Linked DNA regions of Mus musculus: all the other regions are linked to region 2. Evidence: chromatin contacts called from public ChIA-PET, Hi-C and HiChIP or PLAC-seq data. All regions are on one chromosome and are shown on one strand. Each heading gives the region's core, a stretch centred on a gene start, on an enhancer-like site or on the middle of the called end of the contact. The rest is flanking DNA. Distances are from core to core; before and after follow the strand shown.

The links. Hi-C and Micro-C count contacts between places; a contact is called where the count stands out from the background. ChIA-PET counts read pairs in DNA pulled down with a chosen protein or histone mark. HiChIP or PLAC-seq counts read pairs in DNA pulled down with a chosen protein or histone mark.
Region 1: a contact with region 2 is called in a FOXA1 HiChIP or PLAC-seq map of pancreatic cancer cells. The contact joins the promoter of Tuba1a here to the promoter of Tmbim6 in region 2. A contact is called at or near these places in 1 of 484 Hi-C or Micro-C datasets (embryonic stem cells) and 2 of 115 datasets of contacts at active chromatin or transcription factors (bone marrow-derived macrophages and pancreatic cancer cells).
Region 3: a contact with region 2 is called in an HNF4G HiChIP or PLAC-seq map of pancreatic cancer cells. The contact joins the promoter of Lmbr1l here to the promoter of Tmbim6 in region 2. A contact is called at or near these places in 2 of 484 Hi-C or Micro-C datasets (both in liver) and 1 of 115 datasets of contacts at active chromatin or transcription factors (pancreatic cancer cells).
Region 4: a Hi-C map of liver shows a contact between it and region 2, with 1.8 times the contacts expected there. The contact joins the enhancer-like site here to the promoter of Tmbim6 in region 2. A contact is called at or near these places in 1 of 39 promoter capture datasets (hippocampal neurons), 1 of 484 Hi-C or Micro-C datasets (liver) and 3 of 115 datasets of contacts at active chromatin or transcription factors (embryonic forebrain, embryonic stem cells and pancreatic cancer cells).
Region 5: a contact with region 2 is called in an H3K4me3 HiChIP or PLAC-seq map of stem cell-derived neural progenitor cells, with 4 times the contacts expected there. The contact joins the promoter of Troap here to the promoter of Tmbim6 in region 2. A contact is called at or near these places in 1 of 39 promoter capture datasets (second pharyngeal arch cranial neural crest), 4 of 484 Hi-C or Micro-C datasets (CD8 T cells, cortical neurons, nephron progenitors and 1 more), 12 of 115 datasets of contacts at active chromatin or transcription factors (the SCID.adh cell line, SST interneurons, T-cell acute lymphoblastic leukemia and 6 more) and 1 of 9 other capture datasets (adipose tissue).
Region 6: a contact with region 2 is called in an RNA polymerase II ChIA-PET map of effector CD8 T cells, with 14 read pairs. The contact joins the promoter of Cox14 here to the promoter of Tmbim6 in region 2. A contact is called at or near these places in 1 of 39 promoter capture datasets (liver), 1 of 15 datasets of contacts at CTCF or cohesin (the NIH/3T3 cell line), 4 of 484 Hi-C or Micro-C datasets (embryonic stem cells and liver), 3 of 115 datasets of contacts at active chromatin or transcription factors (effector CD8 T cells, embryonic stem cells and pancreatic cancer cells) and 1 of 9 other capture datasets (adipose tissue).
Region 7: an HNF4G HiChIP or PLAC-seq map of pancreatic cancer cells shows a contact between it and region 2. The contact joins the promoter of Smarcd1 here to the promoter of Tmbim6 in region 2. A contact is called at or near these places in 3 of 39 promoter capture datasets (the 3T3-L1 cell line, liver and neural stem cells), 3 of 484 Hi-C or Micro-C datasets (all in liver), 4 of 115 datasets of contacts at active chromatin or transcription factors (the NIH/3T3 cell line, embryonic limb bud, extraembryonic endoderm stem cells and 1 more) and 3 of 9 other capture datasets (adipose tissue, liver and pancreatic islet).

The regions. Positions count from the first base shown.
Region 1 is chr15:98,952,102-98,954,998 of GRCm38.p6, forward strand. Tuba1a (tubulin, alpha 1A) reads right to left here and starts at 1,400. Exons shown (of 4, transcript NM_011653.2): 1 at 1,350-1,400. The coding sequence starts at 1,352.
Region 2 is chr15:99,391,208-99,394,247 of GRCm38.p6, forward strand. Tmbim6 (transmembrane BAX inhibitor motif containing 6) reads left to right here and starts at 1,740. Exons shown (of 10, transcript NM_026669.4): 1 at 1,740-1,833.
Region 3 is chr15:98,916,744-98,919,443 of GRCm38.p6, forward strand. It overlaps Lmbr1l (limb region 1 like), which reads right to left and starts at 1,355. Exons shown (of 17, transcript NM_029098.3): 1 at 1,107-1,355. The coding sequence starts at 1,178. Gm41396 (a long non-coding RNA gene) reads left to right here and starts at 1,226. Exons shown (of 5, transcript XR_001781764.2): 1 at 1,226-1,313; 2 at 2,170-2,279.
Region 4 is chr15:99,889,737-99,892,703 of GRCm38.p6, forward strand. No RefSeq gene overlaps it. Among named protein-coding and RNA genes, the nearest start is that of Lima1, 16 kb to the left of the region's middle. Within about 2 kb of position 1,470, at least 102 of the 459 cell types and tissues checked have an H3K27ac peak or open chromatin away from gene starts, as enhancers often do. A contact at or near this core is called in embryonic stem cells, liver and pancreatic cancer cells, where this site is marked.
Region 5 is chr15:99,073,572-99,076,271 of GRCm38.p6, forward strand. It overlaps Troap (trophinin associated protein), which reads left to right and starts at 1,402. Exons shown (of 14, transcript NM_030159.1): 1 at 1,402-1,521; 2 at 1,779-1,927; 3 at 2,037-2,226. The coding sequence starts at 1,784. Gm34284 (predicted gene, 34284) reads right to left here and starts at 1,098. Exons shown (of 3, transcript NR_155351.1): 1 at 985-1,098.
Region 6 is chr15:99,724,282-99,727,000 of GRCm38.p6, forward strand. Cox14 (cytochrome c oxidase assembly protein 14) reads left to right here and starts at 1,337. Exons shown (of 2, transcript NM_183256.3): 1 at 1,337-1,567. Gpd1 (glycerol-3-phosphate dehydrogenase 1 (soluble)) reads left to right here. Exons shown (of 8, transcript NM_010271.3): 8 at 1-733. Gm16537 (predicted gene 16537) reads right to left here and starts at 193. Exons shown (of 3, transcript NR_155353.1): 1 at 36-193.
Region 7 is chr15:99,700,904-99,703,677 of GRCm38.p6, forward strand. Smarcd1 (SWI/SNF related, matrix associated, actin dependent regulator of chromatin, subfamily d, member 1) reads left to right here and starts at 1,384. Exons shown (of 13, transcript NM_031842.2): 1 at 1,384-1,595; 2 at 2,203-2,390; 3 at 2,688-2,730. The coding sequence starts at 1,419. It overlaps Asic1 (acid-sensing (proton-gated) ion channel 1), which reads left to right. Exons shown (of 12, transcript NM_009597.2): 12 at 1-227. It overlaps Gm34939 (predicted gene, 34939), which reads right to left. Exons shown (of 3, transcript NR_168656.1): 1 at 2,723-2,774; 2 at 2,339-2,599; 3 at 504-1,887.

The DNA.
Region 1 (2,897 bases), core at 150-2,649, 440 kb before region 2:
CGGCTGGGGCCAACAGCCACACCCTTCTGTGGACCCCATCAGTACTCTGGCTAGGCTACATAATAAAGAGTCTCACACTATAGGACCTTCTATTTCAACACTGACATCTGCAGTGCGGCTGAGGCCAGGAGCCACACCCTTCTGCAGACAGACCCCATCAGTACTTTGGCTAGTCGACAAGCTAGACAAAGTCTGATTTCTGCATTGCCACGTTCTCTGTGCCTGGTGCTAGCCTGTGCTGTTACATTATTTAACAGAGAAAGCTCTATTTCCAGCAGCTGTCTATGCGATCTCTTTGTGCTGCTTTCATGGTCCCTCCTAACCCTGGCTGGGGCCATTAGCCTGAATTAATGAATTAGTGCACATTTATTAGAACAAAAGATGGTTGGGTGCAGAGTATAATTTTTTTCTTTGCAGAAAATCCATTGTTTTTTGAAGGTTTTCCACTGTATGGAATGGAAATATTCTTAAAGCAGGCTAAGTTAGAAACAATGAGCGCCAACATTTTTTAAAAAAACAAGTGAAAAGATAGCTAAATTTAAAAGTAGAAAATAATATTTTTATCCTATGAATCTCTACATACCACTAATATTTCATTCTATAGAGATACACGTCTGTTGTGGAGGGACTACTTTCATTGTCTGCGGGGGTGGGGGGCGGGGAAGGGCGTTTCCCTGGGTTCTGACCATCAGCGTACTCTAGGATTCACAAAGTGGGCTTTGTCATTCCCCAACCATCCAGCTCCCCTCCCCCCTCAGCGAGATGTCCCCGTTAAGCAAATCGTATTTTTGACAGCCCTGCAGACGAAACATCCCATGACTACAGTTCCACAACGATTTTTTTTAAAGTAAAAATAAAAATAATTAAAAAAAAAAAAACCGCTCGGAAGAGGCTTAGTGAGAACCAACCCCTCCCAAAACGCCACGGAAGCAAGAGACAAACAACCCCGCCCCTGCGCCTCCCTGACAGCGGCTGCCATGGATCCGACGCAAACTAAACATTTTCCTAGCGAAGTGGGGCGGTGTTTCTGGAGTTCGGGCTCGGCCGCCGCCCCTGCCCTCCTACAGCAGCGGACCCTCGATCCCCCACCCGTCCCCGGCGGTCCCCGTGGTCCCCTGCAGTCCCTGGCTCTGCCAGCGCTAGCTCATCGGCGCTGCCTTTGTTCTTCCCGGTCTGGGCGTTTCCGTGTCCCGCACTGCGGCGGCGGGACTCAAAGACTAAGATAAACTTAAAGCATGGAGACCACCCTTTCCCCGCAGAGGTGACCAAAGCCTTAGACGTTTCCTTGCAGATCTGGGGCGACTGACACCCACCCTCTATCTACCGAGAGCCGGGGAAGGCTTGCTCACCATGGTTGCTGCTTCGCGGCTGCCGGGTGGATGGCGGAGGCGAGGAGGAGGTGTTGCTTCTTACAGCGCGACTCTTAGGCGGTCGATGTAAGAGAACCTGCGGCACTTGGGCGGATGCGGCTCCTTATATACAGCTCTGTCACCATGGGGATGGGCCAGGGCCTTTTCCTGTTGGTCCAGACCCCTCTGTCTGCCCAGAGAAGCCGCGACAGGAGAGTGGTGATTGGTGCAAGCGACATGGTATGAGGTAATCTCTCCCCCACCCCTTCCCCCTAGCATCCGTAGACTTTGCATCCTTCAGACAAAGGCCGTGCAAAGGCAGCTAGCCGAGCATCCATTATGGGGTGGAGTTGGGGAGGGGTGGAAAGGGAAGAAAGAAAACTGGGGTTGGATGATTATACGTAGTTTAAACCTTAAACTGTATTTAAAAATCATCTAAGGTTTTTCCCAACACTTAATCACAGAATTTATGTTTAGAATCTTTTTGGAAAATTCCAGCTTTTCATTTTTAATATACTGAATTTAATTACGTTCTGTCAGAATTCAACATCTCTATTTGCTTTAAAAAGTAGCAGAAGATACGGGGGTGGTCAAAAAGGCGTGGCTGAATGTTTAGTTTCATAGTTATTGTATTATTGTTATTCTTTATTATTATTTGAGCAAAAGTCAGTACGAGTAGACCACGCCTGTGACCTCAACAGCACCTGGGAGTCAGAGGCAGGAAGACTTGCAGCTCAAGGTCATCTTAACTGGCCTTAGTGGTTTATTCCTGTGTATCCCAGCACTGGGAAGCCGGGGATTGCAGCTAATTTGTGCCCACCCTGGATATATAGTGTGATATCCTGTCTCAAAAACCAAAAGAAAAAGAAAGAAAGAAAGAAAGAAAGAAAGAAAGAAAGAAAGAAGAGAAGAGAGAAATAATATACAAAGTAGTACTTAATACTAGAGAGCTTTCTTTCTTTAGCTGTAATTCTCTCCCATCACCCCTCCGTGCCCGCCCCCCTACCCCACCCTACCTCACCCCAGAGCCTGTGTTATTTTGTCCCTAGAAATGAGCCATCCTTTCTAATATGGAATTCAGAAACTGTAAGGAGAAAGAATTGAGTTTAAAAACTAGCTCTTTGTGTGGGCTTGTATTTCTCCAGTCTTTTTTTTTTTTTTGGAGGGGGAGGGGTGATATCAAGTAAAAAATAACTGAGATGCCAAATTAAAAAGAGGAGCGTTTTATAATATAAAAGGAAACCATTTTGTGATGTTTTCATCCCCAGACAACTGTGCAGTGCCAGCCCTGCTGCAGTTTTATGTAGTTCCCTGAATTCTGTAAATAGCCCCTTCCGCAGCTGGGCTTCTGACTGTGGGAACTGTAGCTGCTCTCCCCAAGGCTGCTCAGCCAGAGACTGTGGTCCTTGCTCAATTGCCCCTTGGGACAAAAATGCCTTGCTTTCACTCCTAGGAAATAGATTACAGTGGCACTCTCTTGCTATGTAGAAAGGCTCCGTTGTCAGCAAGGAAGATCTCTATATAGTGAGTCTCCGAGCTGCGGACCAC
Region 2 (3,040 bases), core at 490-2,989:
TTTTTTTTTTTTTTTTTTTTTTTTTTTTTTTGAGACAGAGCCTCACACCATACAGACCAAAAGGGCCTCATACTCAGAGACCTGCCTCCCTCCCTCTCCTAAATACTGGGTTTAAGGGCCTATGCCAATACCTGGCAGGTTTTTTAAAACGTGTTAATTTTAACTTACATAAGGTGGTTCCCCACTCCCCACCTCCCTTAGTTCCCCAGTTGGAGCATAACCTGTGCAAGAGTTCCCAGTTGGGAAAAACTAATCAAAAACGATGTCCTTAGTTCAGACTGTCCAGAAACTTCAGATCCTCTAGCCTCCACCTCCAGAGTGCAGGCTTACTTGGTCCCCCCCCCCCCCATCTCCATCTCCACCTCCACCTCCACCTCCACCTCCTCCCATTCGATCCCCTCCTCCTCCTCTCTGTCTCTAGTGTCTCTGTCTCTGATCTGCCCAACCCCCAACCCCGTTTCTCCGTGCTTTCTCTGGGTATTTCTGGCTGTTCTGGAACTCGTTCTATAGACCAGGCTGCTCTCAGACCAGCGATCTGCTCGCCTCTACCTCCTGAGTGTGTAGTAGGTAAAAGTTACCTTGGCCCAAACCATGGTCAGCCCTAAGGGCTTTGCTGGAAGCAGAACTGAGAGGCTCAGATGGTCTTCCACCTTTCCTCTACACACTCCTCAGGCTGCCTCACTCTGGAGTCCTTCAGGGCCCTAATTCAGCATGCAGCCCTCAACTACCCAGGATCCAGCTGGAACCCATTCTATACTTGTGATTTCAGACAGTACTAATGAGTTGTGAAATTGATTTTTAAAAGCATAGGCCACAAAAAATAAAAATAAGAAAATAAAGGCTCCTGGTTTTTGGTTTTTTTCTCTCTTTTAAAATTAGCTTCACAGCTCCTTCCAACTAGGTTATGCTCCAACTAGGGAACACGCCCTAAGGGACGTGGCGAGCCAGGGAACCACCTGCTCTTTGACCGCCCTTGGCCAGGTCTCTAAAGAGCTGGTTAGGATTGCAAGACCAGGTCTTTGAGGCCGTTACACCTGACTTGCAGGGCCTTGGGTAACTACCAAAAACCACTCACTTCCATGCAGGTGGTTGTGGTCTCTGTAGCCAGTTTGCTTGGGGCTCCTGAGCTACCGGGTAGCCTCAGACCCTCCAGGCTGGGGTCCCTGGGTCCCTGTAGAATGGCTGGCCCTTCAAAGGTGCTCTGAAGCGTAAGCGCCATTATATTCAATGTTAAAAGGTCTCGAGAAAGCCGGGTGTCGGTGGCGTATGTCTTTAATCCCAGCACTTAAGAGACTGGTCTACAGAGTGAGTTCCAGGAAGGCCAGGACAGAGAAACCCTGTCTCAAAAAACAAAACAGAGATCCCAGGGAGAGCTGCCTCGCTTTCCTTCATTACCATCCCATGAGAGGCTTAAAACCAGCATCTTGGGACATTTTAGTGTCATGGGTGGGTGGTCTCACATGACAACGGTCTAAGCCTGACACGCCCCATTTCACTTTTCCTACTCCATGGGTCTGAAGCCCGACGTCCATCCTTCCTATGTAGGGGGAAGAAGGCGGAGGCCTATTGCTAAGGTGCGGGTTGGTGGCTACAGTCTTGATTGACAGGGGTATTAGCCAATGACTCTGACGAAAGCGGCTGCTGTTTATGAACGTGCAGATAACGGACAGGAGCAGTGCAGCCGGGGGCCAATGAGAACTCGCCTGGGCAGGTCTGAGGGCGGGGTTTCCCTAGGGGGCGGGTGTGGGTAGACTTCCAGCGCCAACCCCCGGAGACTCAGAGCACATCCGGTTTTAGCAGAGCAGGGAAGCTCCGGAGAGGTGGGCTGAGAAGGTACGTGCGAAACTAGGATCGGGCAAACCCGGAGTGAGGGATAGGGAGGGAGCAAGCGCGGGAGAGGGTAGTAGCTTCCGTTTTCGGACGGATCAGCTCCTTAGGCAACCCGGCCTGTTCTGCGTCGAGATCGAAGGAAAGCTGGGCGGGGAGGGACGCGGAGGAACTAATGCCGCGCATGCGCAGCAGCGCCGGCGGGGGCGAGTCTGCGGGGTCTCCCGGGCAGTTGGACCTGTGTCTGTGGCGAAGGCAGGCCTCTTAGCGACCCTCGCTTGCGTCCCTTCCACCCTCAGCCGAGTTCAGGGCTTGAATTCGGGACGGGTCCCCCACCCCTGACTTTGAGGTAAACGAAAGAGAAAGCTGTGTCGTTGTGGTCACCCCGCCCCACCCTGCGATCGCCTCTCGGCTGTTCCTTCTCGGGTTCCTCTGCCTCGCCTGGGTGAGCCGTCGGGGTTGGGGACTTGAGGTAGGCCTGGTTATAAGGCTGCCCTGTCACGGCGGGCCAGGTGATGTCACACTTCTTTATGACACTCGAGATTCCTTAGTTACTTAGAAGCCAATGGTAGAGGCCGAGGTGAGAAGCCCCGGGCTTAGCCTGGCTCCCCAGGCCCACGGAGCAGCCCCACTCTGATCTGATTGGTTGCCTCTGGACAGGTGAGGTGGCCTTGATTGCTTCGTCCTGAACCCTGGGTGAGTTCCAGAGTCTGCCCCGGAAGGGCGGCGATGGGTACTGTTTTTCTTGGACTGACTGATAAGTAGGCTTTGGCTTGCCTGCCTTCGTTTCTTTCCTTTTCTTTTTTTTTAAACAACAAAAACAAAAACAAGTTGTCTGGTGCCAGGCCAGGTTGCTTTGCCTGTCCAACCAGGCTTGTGTTGGCCAAACAACAAAACCACTTTGAACTTGAGACTCTCCAGTTACACAAACTACCTGTGAATGTGTAACACTTCGGACGAGCTGACTGCCTGAAACACAGACAGGAATTTGAAGGCTGAAGGTCAATGCCAGACTTTGTAGTTACTTATTAATATTTGTATGTGGTTTACCTTGTGGCTGTATGGGTATCTTAAGAGAGAGGTATGATTCAGGAAGTCCCTGAATTGCCCAATCACGTTTTCATGCCTTCTGCTAACACACTTAAGTCAGTAGTTGCTACATTTATTTTCTTTGGTGTTTCTTTATTGTCTAATTTGTTTTCTGCTTTGACTT
Region 3 (2,700 bases), core at 105-2,604, 470 kb before region 2:
GGGGTAGCCTAAAGCTCAGCCTGAGAAAAATGAAGAAAGACACCATCTGAGCCCTCCCCTTTATTCAGTAAGATCTCCTTCCACTCCTCCAAACCCTTCCCTTTTCATTTAGTATGTGCAGAGCTCTCTGGGAAAACAAAACAAAATAAAACAAAAAAACCCAGCAGACAAAGAGATTATCATTCAAAGCAGGCCCAAGGAAAATAGATTTCCCTAAGTCCCACGGGTGCTCCTACCCTAGAGTAGTACACTGCCGTATGGAAAGTTCAACTGCAATTCTAGATTAATGCTTAAAGAATAAGAAATACAGGCTAGATGCGCTCAGGATCACTGCGGACCCGGGACCCTCCCACCCCCACCCCACCCCACCCCACCCCACCCACACATGAGAACTCACACGGGATGGCTGGAAACCCAGTCTGAGTGTCAAACAAATTATCCGGAAGTCGTGCGGGGTGTGTGTCATTGTATTGGCTTGTGTTTGGCATGCTGCATGCCAGAGGCCCAGGATTCAATCACAGAAGGAATGAAAACAACCACTACTACAGGGGAGAGAAAACAGGCGGGGAAACCTCGGTGTTCCTCCATCTCCACTTCTTACAACCCCATCTCGTCGGACAGGACTTCTTTCTTCCTTAGTGGGAGGACCCACTACAGCTCCCACTTTTCCTTCGCCCCTCGCGCCACCATCGCATGTCCCCGGTTAACTGCTCAATGTGACCGAGTCTCCCTTCATTTCAACATCAACCATGGTTGCCCTTCATCTACTTTTAAGGGGGAACACGCACACTAACTTGTCCCGAAGCAAATCCATCCTTTTCCAGAGGATCAAACGCTCCACACTAGAGGACCCCCATCGCCAGGAACGCCCACGGGGGTGGAGTAGAAGGGGCGGGGGGAGGGGCGAGCGGCCGAGGAACGGAAACCCGGCGGCTTTGTTTACGGCTCAGGGACCCAGCCGACCCGACCGGGAGTTCACCGGCCCGGCCCCGGCGCTCGCAGGGGTCGAGGTGCTCCGGAGCCCAGGCAGCTGGACTTCCCGTCTCCATCGCGGCGCGCCCCTCCCACCTCGGCCCGGCCCCTTCCCGCCCAGGTCCCGGACTCACGATGCACTCGCGGACCCTGTCGTGGAACAGCTGTTCTCGCACGGATAGCACTTCGTAGTCAGCTGCTTCCATACTCTGCTCAGCATGACTGGGGCGGGGGTGTCTCCGGGCCCGGGGAGGACGAGCGGGGATGAGGCCGCCGCCGCCCGCCAAGCACCCGGACCCAGCCTAAGCGCCTCTCCTCGCTGCCCGTGACGGAAACTCAAGGTAATCTGGGGCTCAGATTCTGCGGTCGGACGCCCCGCCCTTAAAGGGGCAGGCCCCAGCCCGCCTAGTCTTAAAGGGCTCGGGTCCCCCTCGGTCCCCTCCCCTTTAAGGTGGGGTCACTCGCAAGCACGTTTCAACGCAAGTACCCGCCGCCCGGCTACGCGGAAGTGCCAGGCTTGGTGCCCAGTGACGACACAAGGCCTGGGCGGGTTTCTTCAGAGGAGCGGAACTTACTGGTTCCTCGTAGACTGTCGGTCATCGCTAGGAGTGCGCTGATAGGACATTCTGGGAAAGGAGGCGGGATGTTTTTGGCCTGTCGAAGCTGTTCTAAAACTAAGAGTCCTTGTGGTCCACGGCTGAGATGTGAGGGTTGGTTCCAGGATGTGTATCCGTCAGGATTTTAGTTTAAACGAATAAGGTTGGGATCAGGTCAGCCCGTCGAGAAGATGTAAGCACCACGGGGTCTTCTGAAGGGACGGCTGCCTGTAACCCAAAGGTCCATAGCGTTTTCTTTTCTTTTTCTTTATTTTTATTTTTGGTTTTTCGAGATAGGGTTTCTCTGTGTAGCCCTGGCTGTCCTGGATCTCACTCTGTAGACCAGGCTGGTCTCGAACTCAGAAATCCGCCTGCCTCTGCCTCCCAAGTGCTGGGATTAGTGGCTTGTGCCACCACTGCCCGATGCGTTTTTTTATTTGTTATTGGAGTTTCCCTGCCACTCCAGACAGCTTTCACACAGTTATTTTTGTGGAAGGCCTAGGGTATTAGAGAACAAATAGTTAAAAAACAAACCACAACAAAAACAAAAAAACAGGAGACTTTTTAAAAATGTCATGAAACTTTTGTTTTGTTGAGACAGGTCTTGCGATGCAAACCAGGCTACCCTTGAATTCTCAGCTTCCTAGTTGATTGCATGTATTACCAGGCCCAGGCTATCCCGAAACTGAGGAAATATCCCAGGGAATATTGGTGAGTGGGTTGAGTAAAACATTAACTCCCAAACATTAACTCCCTGCTATGTGCTGTTCTCTTTATAGCCTTTATCTAATTTTAATGTTTTAACATTTTAACGTTTTAACGTTTTAATTTGAAACTAGAAAATAGAGGTTGGCCCAGTCCTACTTTGAGATTCAGAAACCATCTGGGCATTGTGGCACACGTCTTTTAATTCAGCACTAGGAAGGCAGAAGCAGGTGGATCTATAAATTCATGGCCAGTCTGCCCTTTACATAATGTTTTAGGACAACCAGAGTAACATGGTGAGAATTTGTCTCAAAAACAAAATAAATACATCCCGTGTATACATTTATGTTTATATAGTTGGCCCTCTGCATTGTTGGGTTCTACATCTGTGGGTTCAGCTAATCTCAAACACAAAGCAAAAACCATT
Region 4 (2,967 bases), core at 220-2,719, 500 kb after region 2:
CCAGGCGTACACCCTCAGGCTGGGAGAGTGAGCTCGGGCTTTGCAGTCAAGAGTTTGTTTGCGGTTCCTTTTTACTTCTTTTTAGAATACTTTAAAACTTAGTATCTGACATTCCATGCCTGTACATAATGGTGTTTTGTTTTTCTCAGATTCACCCCTGATTCCCATTTTTCACCCCCCCCATCTTATTGATTTACTTATTTTTAAGATTTATTTATTTAGTATTATGTAAGTACACTGTAGCTGTCTTCAGACACCGCAGAAGAGGGCATCAGATCTCATTATAGAAGGCTGTGACCCACCATGTGGTTGCTGGGAATTGAACTTAGGACCTCTGGAAGAGCAGCCAGTGCTCTTAACCTCTGAGCCATCTCTCTAGCTCCATCTTATTTATTTTTGAGGCAGAGTCTCACTATATAGTCCCAGCTGGTCTGGAACTTACTGTATAGACCAGGCTGACCAAGAACTCACAGCAATCCTCCTGTCTCTGCCTCCTAAGAGCTGGGATTAAAGGCGTGCACCACCATGCCCAACCCTTTTTGACATATTGACCGTGTACTCATGAGACCAGTTTCTTGGTTTCAGTCAGCTGCTTCTTTGCAGTTATATTGAAAGGACGGACCCTGGGCTCCATCGTCAGTAAATTCAGACTCCTTCCTTTTCTCCCACGCTGGATTTCCAGGAGGCAAACAGTGCACCCCACAGCAGAATCTGATCTGTTAGCTTTTCCTCGTCCTTTTCAGAGAGAGCGATAGAAGCCCGCAGAGCACTGGGAAACTGGAGAACACCTGAGCTCCAGGATCCGCCTCTGGGATAAGAAACTAGTTCAGCAGGAAGGGAGCACGGCCAGCCCCTTAAGGGTCACATGCTTAAGGTGCCCAATCTCATCTCACATGCTTAATACCTCAAATGTCACCAGGTGGGGAAGACTCTCTAGGGAACGCTGGGAGAACAGTGCGTGGCTGTAGTGGCAAGCTGACCTGAGAACACCTCTTCGTCTTTCTCTATCCCTCTTTGTCCTTGTGTAATTTAATTATGTCCTTTCGTACCACAGCTTTTAAAGTCAAAGACAGTTATTCTTGTTGTCTGTCTGTCACCTTAAATCACCAGAGTCTGTCCCTCCTCTTCTCCTCCCGTCGGTCTTTTCCGGTGCAAAGGACAGCAGTGCTGCTTAGGTTGGCCACTGCTGGTTCCTCTTCCGATCTCCAACACACCTGCTCTTTCCCAGTTAACCGTGAAGCAGCTGTTAATTCTAAAAGGCAGGAGGAAATACCAAAATGCACAGACAGCTTACTGGGAGGCGGGTCACACCCCTGTTAGCAAACAACAGTCAGCAGGTGTTCAGACGTCCAAATGTACTTTTGGAATCATGCAGAAAAACTGTCCTTTTTTTACTTTCAAAACATAGACCAAAACAAAACGGTCTCCATGTGACTAGCCGGGGTCATACTTTAGACTCTGCACCACCCTGCTCTTCTACTGACAAACAGTGAAGGTCGTCGGGCTTCCTGTGAGCTCTCAGTAAAAACTCCAGAGTCAGCCTCAGATCTAGTTTTCAAGGAAGGCAATGAACGTGAGTTGGTTCCCCCCCCCCCCATTTTGATTTTGAGACAGCCTTGAATATGCAATATTCCTGGGGCTCCCACCTCTCAAGTGCTGGGGTCACAGCCACACACACACCCATGCTCAGAGCCGCCCCCCCCCCCCCCCCGCCCTCCACCCTTTCACTATGTAGTCTACACTGGAACTTAACATCCACCTGCCTGAGCTTCTCAAATACAAGAATAACAGATGTTCTGGGACTGCAGGCATGTACTACCACCTGGCTCAAAAGCTGTCTGTCTGTCTGTCTACCACCTGTCTGTCTATCTGTATATATATTTTATATAGACCACCTGTCTGTCTATATCATCTATATCTGTCTATCTATATACCTATATATCTTTAACATAGGGTCTTCCTCTGTAGCCCTGGAACTTGCTATGTAGACCACGCTGGCCTCAGACTTATATTGATCCACTTGCCTCTCTGCCTCCTCCCAAGTGCTGGGGTCAAAGGTGTGTGCTAACCATCCTGGCTTTCTGCTTCTTTGATCATTTGTAGTCTGAGCCTGTATAGCTATCAGTGCAAGTTTTTATGTGTTCTATTATAGTATCATGCATATCTATATTAGGCAGGGTGGTACAGGCCTGTAACAGCAAACACAAAACTCACAAATAAAATATACATATTTATTAGAAAAAATCTGAGTCTTAGATTTTTTTAAAAATATATATTTACTTTGATTTTATGTGCATTGATGTCTTTCCTCCATGTATATCTGTGTGAAGATGTTAGAACTCATAGAGCTGGAGTTACAGACAGTGGTGAGCCGCCATGTGGGTGCTGGGAATTGAACCTAGGTCCTCTGGAAGAGCAGCCAGCCCTCTTAACCACTGAGCCACCTCTCCAGCCCTGAGTTTTAGAATGTTATTGAAACCATTGAAGATCTCCACCAAGCAGGATAGCCAGGGCTACACAGAGAAAGCCTGTCTCGAAAGACTAAGGCATATACCACCAATCCTAGCCTTTCCCTTTTGGTCTTATACCCCTTCCCTCCCTCTCCTCTTCACAATCATTTAGAAACACAAAAAATGTTTTAGCTCATGAGCTATACAGAACAGGCCAGAGGTTATCAGCACCTTAACTAGAACACCTAACCCACGGAGGTTGTTAAAATGAGCCAAGCCAGCATTAACCCAGCTCATCTTAACTGGCGGTGCAGGCTGAGAATTATTACTGCTACCATTTTGTAACTCGGGAAACCCGAAGCAAAGACAGTCAAAATAACTAAGTCTGTACTCTGAGGTGCTTAATCTTGCTTGTCTGGATTGAGAGATACCTGGGTTAGCAAAACAAGGCCCTCTGGGCACGCCGATGAGGGAGTTACCAAAAAACGATTGGCTAACGGAGGAACCCACACTCAGA
Region 5 (2,700 bases), core at 152-2,651, 320 kb before region 2:
AAAAATGTTGGGGGACTGCAGAGATGGCTCAGAGGTTAAGAGCACCGACTGCTCTTCCGAAGGTCCTGAGTTCAAATCCCAGCAACCACATGGTGGCTCACAACCATCCTTAATGAGATCTGACTCCCTCTTCTGGAGTGTCTGAAGACAGCTACAGTGTACTTACATATAATAAAAATAAATTGTTTAACTAAAAGCATATATATTTAAAATAAAACGACTCAAGGGGTTGGGCAAGGAAATTATTTGGAAGACAATCGCTTTTAAAACCAAGCTGAGGGCTGGCGAGATGGCTCAGCGGTTAAGAGCACTGACTGCTCTTCCAAACGTCCTGAGTTCAAATCCCAGCAACCACATGGTGGCTCACAACCATCCGTAATGAGATCTGACGCCCTCTTCTGGTGCATCTGAAGACAGCTACAGTGTACTAATGAATAATAATAAATAAATCTTTTAAAAAAATAAAATAAAACCAAGCTGACTGTCTCTGTGTGCTCTGTTTCATCTGGCTAAACAGCTGAATAGATGCTCAAAGGTATAAAATCCGTAGGTGTGAAAAGAAGTGGCATATGGAAGGGGAGATCCGGAAGCACGCCTATGTTCCTGGCTTGCTGGTCAGCACCCTTTAAACTATGCAGGGAGTGTGCAATCCGAGCTTCCTGAAGCAGGAAGCTGCGAGTTTGAGGCCACTCTCAGGTGGGGTGGGGTGAGACATTGCCCACCCCCATCTCCATCATCTGGCAGCCTCACAGTTGCCTGCCAGTAAGGAGCAGGTGAGCCCTCTCATCCAGACCGGTGGAAGGAAACCTGAAGATGCAGAGATCTCCCCACCCAGGAGGAGCCCTTCAATTCTGATTAACAGAGCTCCAGCCACCCTGGGCCTGACCACATCCCACCAGGGTGTGAGGTCCGAGTGGACACAGGATTTCTTGGCTCCTCGTTCTCGTTGGGCTCCAACAGTTCAGGTACCTCCAGCCCTCTCACCCATTAGGCTCCTATCTCCTGCAAGAAGTGCCCATGGTTCCCAAAACCCGGCCGTGCACTACGTTCAGAGTGTGGTCAACAGTGGTCTCGATGGCCAATCTTTCCCACAATTCCGCGGTCTTCATGAGGGGCCAGCCCTCGGTTGGCTCCAGCTCTCGCGAGAGTACGGTAATGCCCGTTGCAGTCCAGACTGGCCTTCCCGGGCTTCAGAACAGCATCCTCCCTGGCTTTCCGCCCCCATCCTGCCACTCGCGCTCCGTCCTCGGATTGGCCGAGAGAGCTGGTCAGTTGTTCTCCCATCAAGAAAACGTTTCGGCGACTAGTCCTTCTCTGGCCCCGCCTTCGGAGCCTGCGGATTGGGTGGCTCCGTGTGACGTCACGACCCTCCGAGTCACCGGGTACCAGCCAATCAGGAGCTTGGCGTATTTTACAAACCGGGGAAGCAGCAGCAGCCGCAAGCAGAAGCAGAAGCAGAAACCCAAGAAATCGGCGAAAAACCCGAGGAAGTAGAGGTGACCCGGAGGGCCTCCTGGAATGGTGCGGCACGAGGATCTTAGAGGGGAGTCCTGCCGAGGTTCCTAGGGAGGAGAGCAGTTTGGAGCTCCGGGGCGAGATAGCAGACTTAGGGTTTCTGGAAGAGTTGCCAGGAGAGCGGCCTTGCTGCCGGTGCGGGCTTCTAGGCACATGGATTGGGACCAAGGGGAAAGAATCAGGGATATCAGCACCCATGCTTTGAGAAGTGATTTGCTTTGGTCCTCAGTCCTGTCTACCTTCTTCTCTCATCTCCATTATAGCCGCCATGACTACCCTCCAAACCAATAAGGATCCCCATCTCCGAGGTGTATCTCCCAACCCTAGCAAGATTCCAGTACTCTCCCAAAGATGCCAAGATTTTTCCTCAGTCAAGTCGCGCTCTCTGGACCAGGAGAACCAAGATCCGAGGGTAGGAGGGGCTGGACACAAGGAGGCACCTCGAGTCAGCAATGCACCCCCACCCCCCATCCCCACCCCACCCCCGCACTGAATCCCAGCTTTTTCCCCCTTCCCCCTAGACACCAGCACAGAAACCACCGCGCAGTACTCAACGTCAACGTCCACTCACTGACACGGCAGGCCTCAGATCGAAAACCTTGCACCAGACTGAAAAATCACCAAGCTTGAAGACCCTGCGGAACCCTCTGGAGGAACTCAAGCCTAGCTCTGGGGGATCAAATGTGGGGCTTGTGACCCATCCCCAGACAGGTACCTGTTCCAGACCTGGGGGCAGCCTACTTGGCTGAGTGAGAATGGGAGACCCAAAGTGGAGGTCTTGCATACTGCAAGAGACCTGGGTTTTGTCCAGAAACCTCTTTGCTCTGAGAAACCATCACTTTCAGCAAAATGCCATCTTTTGCCTGGCATGGTGGTTCATGCCTCTAATCCCAGCACTTTAGGAGGCAGAGGCAAGTGGTCTCTGTGAATTGGACACCTTTTACCTATTGAACTCCAGGCCTAAACAATTATATTGTATCTAAAAAAAAAAAGACATCTTCTGGGCCTTTTTAGCAACCCTGGGCAAGACAGTCACAGTCATTTGCTCATTGTTATGCTGAGTCTTTATAATCTGTCCATACTTCAGCTTTAATTCTTCCTTTTCAACAATAAATATATATATATATTAAAGATTTATTTATTTATTATATGTAAGTACACTGTAGCTGTCTTCAGACACTCCAG
Region 6 (2,719 bases), core at 87-2,586, 330 kb after region 2:
ACTCTGCCCTTTCCTTTTGCCCAAGTCGTTCTCACCCAGCCTGGAAGGCCACCCGGCATCTGTAGGCTTAGAACTAAGGAGCAGCTCAAAGGTTCAGTAGGTTTCCACAAGGGTTGGTGGGTCCTAGTCCAAGGCCAGCTGTCCTCGGAACAGAACAAGGTCCTCGCGAGATCGGACCCACACACCTCAGGAGCTGGGGAACTCGAGGGAAGGACAATTGAAAACTGCCTGCCCTGGGGTGAGGGAGATCAGAGGGGGATGGGAGACTGCTTTGCACTGGCCCTGTTCCAAAGTTGGGTGGCAGCAAGAGAATGTCACAGATCAGCAGCCTGGAGCGCTAGCTATAAATAGCTGGAGGTTTCTCTCTCCACCAGGGGTCTCCATTTCCTGTGTGGCAGCAACTGGGACACCGTGGCTCTGGCCAGCTTGATATTAAACTAACACATTAAGGTGCCAGGTCCCTCTCTGCTCCTAGCCTTTAAGAATTCCGTCTTAGTGAAGGTCAGAGCTGTCGGGTAAGGGGAAGAGGGGGGGCCCTGTCATCGATCCCGACTGGGCTGGAACCCTCCCACGCATGACTCAATTCAGAGCTGTTCCCCGGGAGACTGGGGCGGGATGCAGACAGATTCCAACACCTTAACCTATGTTTGCTCAGTCAGTCAACTGTGAATCTGAGGTCTTCTGTCAGGCCACTTGTCTACCCAATAAAGTGTGGTTTTTCCAGAAACTGGAAGAGTTGGGGGAGTTTATGTGGCAGTGTGTGGGGTCATGTATCACTGCATGCATGTTTTACTCAATGTAAGACAAGAAGTGGAAAAAATCATCCTTGTTTAATAGCAGCCACACTCGGGCATCAATCGGCATTGGCGTCCACTCTGCTCACAGCCCCCACCTCCACCCCCCCACCCCACCCCCGTCCCCTTTTGTGCTTCGTATCCCCTCTTCCACCCAAGCTGTCAGCCAGTCTTCCCAGCGCTTCTTACAGGGTCTGTCACGTTGCCTGCCTACGAGGAGGTCGCGCACAAGGCAGAAATATTAGCGAGTCACCCTCCCATCCCCCGACTCACCCCCTACACCCATTCTGTGGCCTCACTAGTGCTGGTCCAGCTAAGGTCGGTTCCTCCGGATCACCCTGTAAAGGGCCGCTCCAGGCGGTAGGGGGCGCTAGGCCCATCGCTGGAGAATTCCGAGGATCTACCTAGCTACAGTTTACGTCACTGAACTTAGACTGCGGATTGGCTAATTCTGAGCTAAAATTTTTCCCGTTTTCCAAGGAGCGCTCTTGATGGACCAGAACCACACCCCCCAGAATTCAATGGGCCTTTCCGAGAGGAAGGCTAGACTGAGCGTGCGTAAGAGAGAGGTAGAAGCCGGAAGTTCAAGGCTGGCTCTCGCTTTAGTGGGCGAGTTTTCGCAGGGGGTGTCGGGTCCGGAGCGGGGCTGAGCACCAGTGGCTGAGGAGCTGCGCGTTGGTGACTGCCTCTTCCTGCCCTGCGGCGGCCGCGCGACTCTGCGAGTGGCAGACTGAGCAGGCATCGCTCTGACGCGGCCGAGTTGCAGCCTCCAGGTAGGCCGCGGGCCGGACGGCCAAGCGCACTCGCCCTCCCCCCACGCTCTCCTGCTCGGCGCACCGCGCCCCCTGCTCCCCGTGTCGCCGCTTTTCACGCTGTTCCCCTGCTCCCCGTTCCGAGTCCCTGCTGTCCCCTGTGCCCCGCACCGCGCTCCCCTCCGCTCCCCTGTGTCCCGCACCGCGCGTCCTCGGCCTGTGCCCTTGAGAGCGCGCGGCTCCTAGTCCCTGCGCTGTGCTAGCCCCTGCTGGCTCCCCGGCTGTCATAGTCCGACCGCCTTCCTGGTGTGACTGCGGCCTGGCTGTCCTCCCTTCTGAAACTGCTCGCCTCAACCCCAAAGCTCCTCACGGTCCCTCAAAGCCACTTATTTCTCTGAGGTCCTCACCACCTTCTCTGATCCTACAGAATATGGGGTTCATAGCTTACCTTTCTGGGCTCCGTTAGTCAGAAGTTGTTTTCTGCGGACACCAAGTCTCTCCAAAGAGGGCTAAATGACAGAAGCTGGGGTGGTTTTAGGGCTTTGATCCTTATTTGTTTTGTAAAGGATGCCCATCAGATGAAAACCTTCTGCCAGTCTCAAGAGTTTCTTTTATTTCCAAAGTTAATCCTTGTATCTGGGCTTCTAACTTCAGGGTTTTATTGTTTGTTTTTGAGGTTATCTCGGATTTGCTTCTTTTTGTTTCACACCCCCCCCCCGTTTTTTTGTTTTTTGTTTTTGACAGGGTCTCATGTCCACATCCTGAGTGCTGGGATTTCCAGCATATACCACATGCTCTGTTTAATGCAGTTCTGGGGACTGAACCTCTGGCTTTGTGCCTGCTACACTGAGTTACATCCCACTTTAAATCATACTCAAATCTTCTCTATCAGTGAACAAGGTGAAATTAGCTTTTCACCAGGGCGAAGTGACTCTGGCACTCTACAGGCAGGATCCCCCAGACACACACATCCTCAAGTCTATCTTCAGGTCCTCTCTCGGGAGAATTTCACTACCACAATAAGTAGCCTGATTAAAATATGGTTCTGAGGCTGGAGAGATGGCTCAGCAGTTAAGAGCCTTGCTGTTCTTCCAGAGGACCCAGGTTTGATTCCTAGTATAGTCTGGGTGGGCTGGTCACTTTTTTTTTTTAAAGAGATTTATTTCTGGATTT
Region 7 (2,774 bases), core at 134-2,633, 310 kb after region 2:
ATCCCAAAACAGGACTTATGGGCAGATCACCTGTGTACGTTGGCCTGGAGCCAGAGAGCAAGGCTTTGGCATCTTTGAGACCTCTTGGTTCTCAAGAGTTGTTTAGAGATCAGAACTCCCCAGAAAGAAACAGGGCAAAGCTGAGAAATGTACACTGGCTGGGGGGGCAGCAGGAGGGGCTCTGGGTGACGCATGCCTCTGGTCTAATAAACTGGGTTTCAACCATCTCTTCAGTGTTGGTTTTCTGTTTGTTGTTTGGTTTGTTTTGAGACAGGGTTTCTCTGTGTAGCCCTGGCTGTCCTGGAACGGCTCTGTAGTCCAGGCTGGCCTCGAACTCTCACAGAGATCCTCCTGCCTCCCAAAATGCTGGGATTAAAAGCCTGAGCTGCCATTATCCTGCCCAGTGCTGTTTTTAGTTGCAAACTGTGGGTGTTACCTTTAGAATGGAGCTTGCCTTGAGAGCCACACAACTAGAGTAAGGGAATTTGAGTGGTAGCCCGGTGTGGTGGTTATACCTGTAATTCCAGCAGGTAGGAGATGGAGCAGCTATCTTCCATTACACAGTGAGTTTAACGCTAGATTGGGCTACACCAGACCCTACATACTTGATCAGGTAAACACTGATCCTGCTGGGAAAAGACAGGCTCAGGATTCGTCTGATCACTGGGCAGGGGACCAGCAGTTATCTATGGCAACAAATATCCAGGACTCTTTGGAGAAAAGTCACGGGAAAAAACGCATCAAAATCTTAAGTTAAACGTCTGAGGTGAAGGGTCCCGAGCCTTCTCTGTGTATCCCTGGCTGTCCTGGAACTCACTCTGTAGACCAGGCTGGCCTCGAACTCAGAAATCCGCCTGCCTCTGCCTCCCAAGTGCTGGGATTAAAGGCGTGCGCCACCACGGCCCGGCATGGGTTTTCTCTTGCTGATTTGTCTTTGCCACGACATTGATCTCCTTCGAGTTCTACTTTTCCCGAACGAACAAACAGCACGTTTTCCTCTTTAGTACCCGGAGTCTGAGCAGTAGGAGAACGAAAAGCAAGGCAACCAGAATGCTTTGGAGAGGTAAATGCACTGGGCCAAGGTGAAGCATCACTCCAGCCGCCAGCCGGATGGGCTGGGCTCTCTGCAAGGCTTTTTACCGTCCTCCAACCGCGTGGAGGCGCTCGCTCCCGGCACCTCTTTATCCGCACACCGCTTCTCTATGGTGCTCCCTCCTGGCCCGTGAAGGCGGGAGGGAGTGGTCAGCACGCCTTTCCCGCTAGTCGCCCCCTCTAGCCCGTAGTCTCGCTGCTCCGAGCCGCCTGTGCCCGCCGGCGGGCCGGGCCCACAAACAGCCCAGGCGCTCGGGGGGCGCGCGGGGGGCGGGGGGAGTTCCGGTTCCGGTTCTTTGTGCAGCTGCAGCGGCGGCTCCGGGAAGATGGCGGCCCGGGCGGGTTTCCAGTCTGTGGCTCCGAGCGGCGGCGCGGGAGCCTCAGGAGGAGCGGGCGTGGCGGCTGCTCTGGGCCCGGGCGGAACTCCCGGGCCTCCCGTGCGAATGGGCCCGGCGCCGGGTCAAGGGCTGTACCGCTCTCCGATGCCCGGGGCGGCCTATCCGGTGAGTGGGACAGGAGGAGGGGCGCGCGGGCCGGGGGCGGGGCCGAGCGAGGGCGGAGGACTGACAGGGGTGAGGGAGAAGTGGGAGGGACTCCCTGGGGAGGGGCTCGGGCCGGGAGTGGAGGTGTGTGGGGGGGGAGGAGGTTAGCATCCTTACCTGCTCCTGGCGGCATTGTTTCCATGTGAGGAGTGAGTGTGGAACCAGGGTGGGCGAAGTGGGCCCTGGGATGGTCATGGAATGCAGAGGGGAGTGGGCAGCCCCCGTGTCCCCAGGAATACCCAGGCTGTTATAGCTGCAAATGGAGGTCAGCTTTAGAGGAGACAGTAGCTAGTAAAAAAAGAAATGTAGGGCTGACTAGACATGTCTGGTGAGTCAGATCCAGCATAGACCAGAAAAATTGAGTATAATCTAGTTTTTAGACTATATGCAATGAAATCACTGAAGGTCCAGTGACTGTATTTCAAAGAAGCAAAGGACTGTCTTGTTGTCCCCCCACCCCACCCCCAGCCCTAACCCACTCCTGAAATCCAGGCTGCCACCATTTTTCCTTTCTTGGTGGGGCTAGCAAGGAAAAGTATGACATTTCTGGGTCCTCTCCCTTCTGTAGAGACCAGGTATGCTGCCAGGTAGCCGAATGACACCTCAGGGACCTTCCATGGGACCTCCTGGCTATGGGGGGAACCCTTCAGTCCGACCTGGTCTGGCCCAGTCAGGGATGGACCAGTCCCGCAAGAGACCTGCACCTCAACAGATCCAGCAGGTCCAGCAGCAGGCGGTCCAAAATCGAAATCACAAGTAAGATGACCCCTGGGGGTGAAGGAAAGAAGGGTATGGGGGAGAGGAGGCCTGTGAGGATGCTGGTGGTGGGCATGCAGAACCAGGAAGTCAGCGCTGTGGCACCAAACGGTGCTGCAGGGACTAACAGGGCCTCATGATGCAGTGGAGTTTTGGTGGTCATGGGAGAGGTAGCGTCTTTAAATGGAGAGTCATTTCGTAGGCCTTGGCTGTAACCATAAACAAAGGTGCTCACAACACTGCTCACGTTCTGACTAGTTCCTATCCCAACCTGATCACAGTATTTATTCTGAACAGTGCAAAGAAAAAGAAGATGGCTGACAAAATCCTACCTCAAAGGGTGAGTGCAGCTGCAGAGGTCTCCTTGAAGGGGTAGTGGCTTTG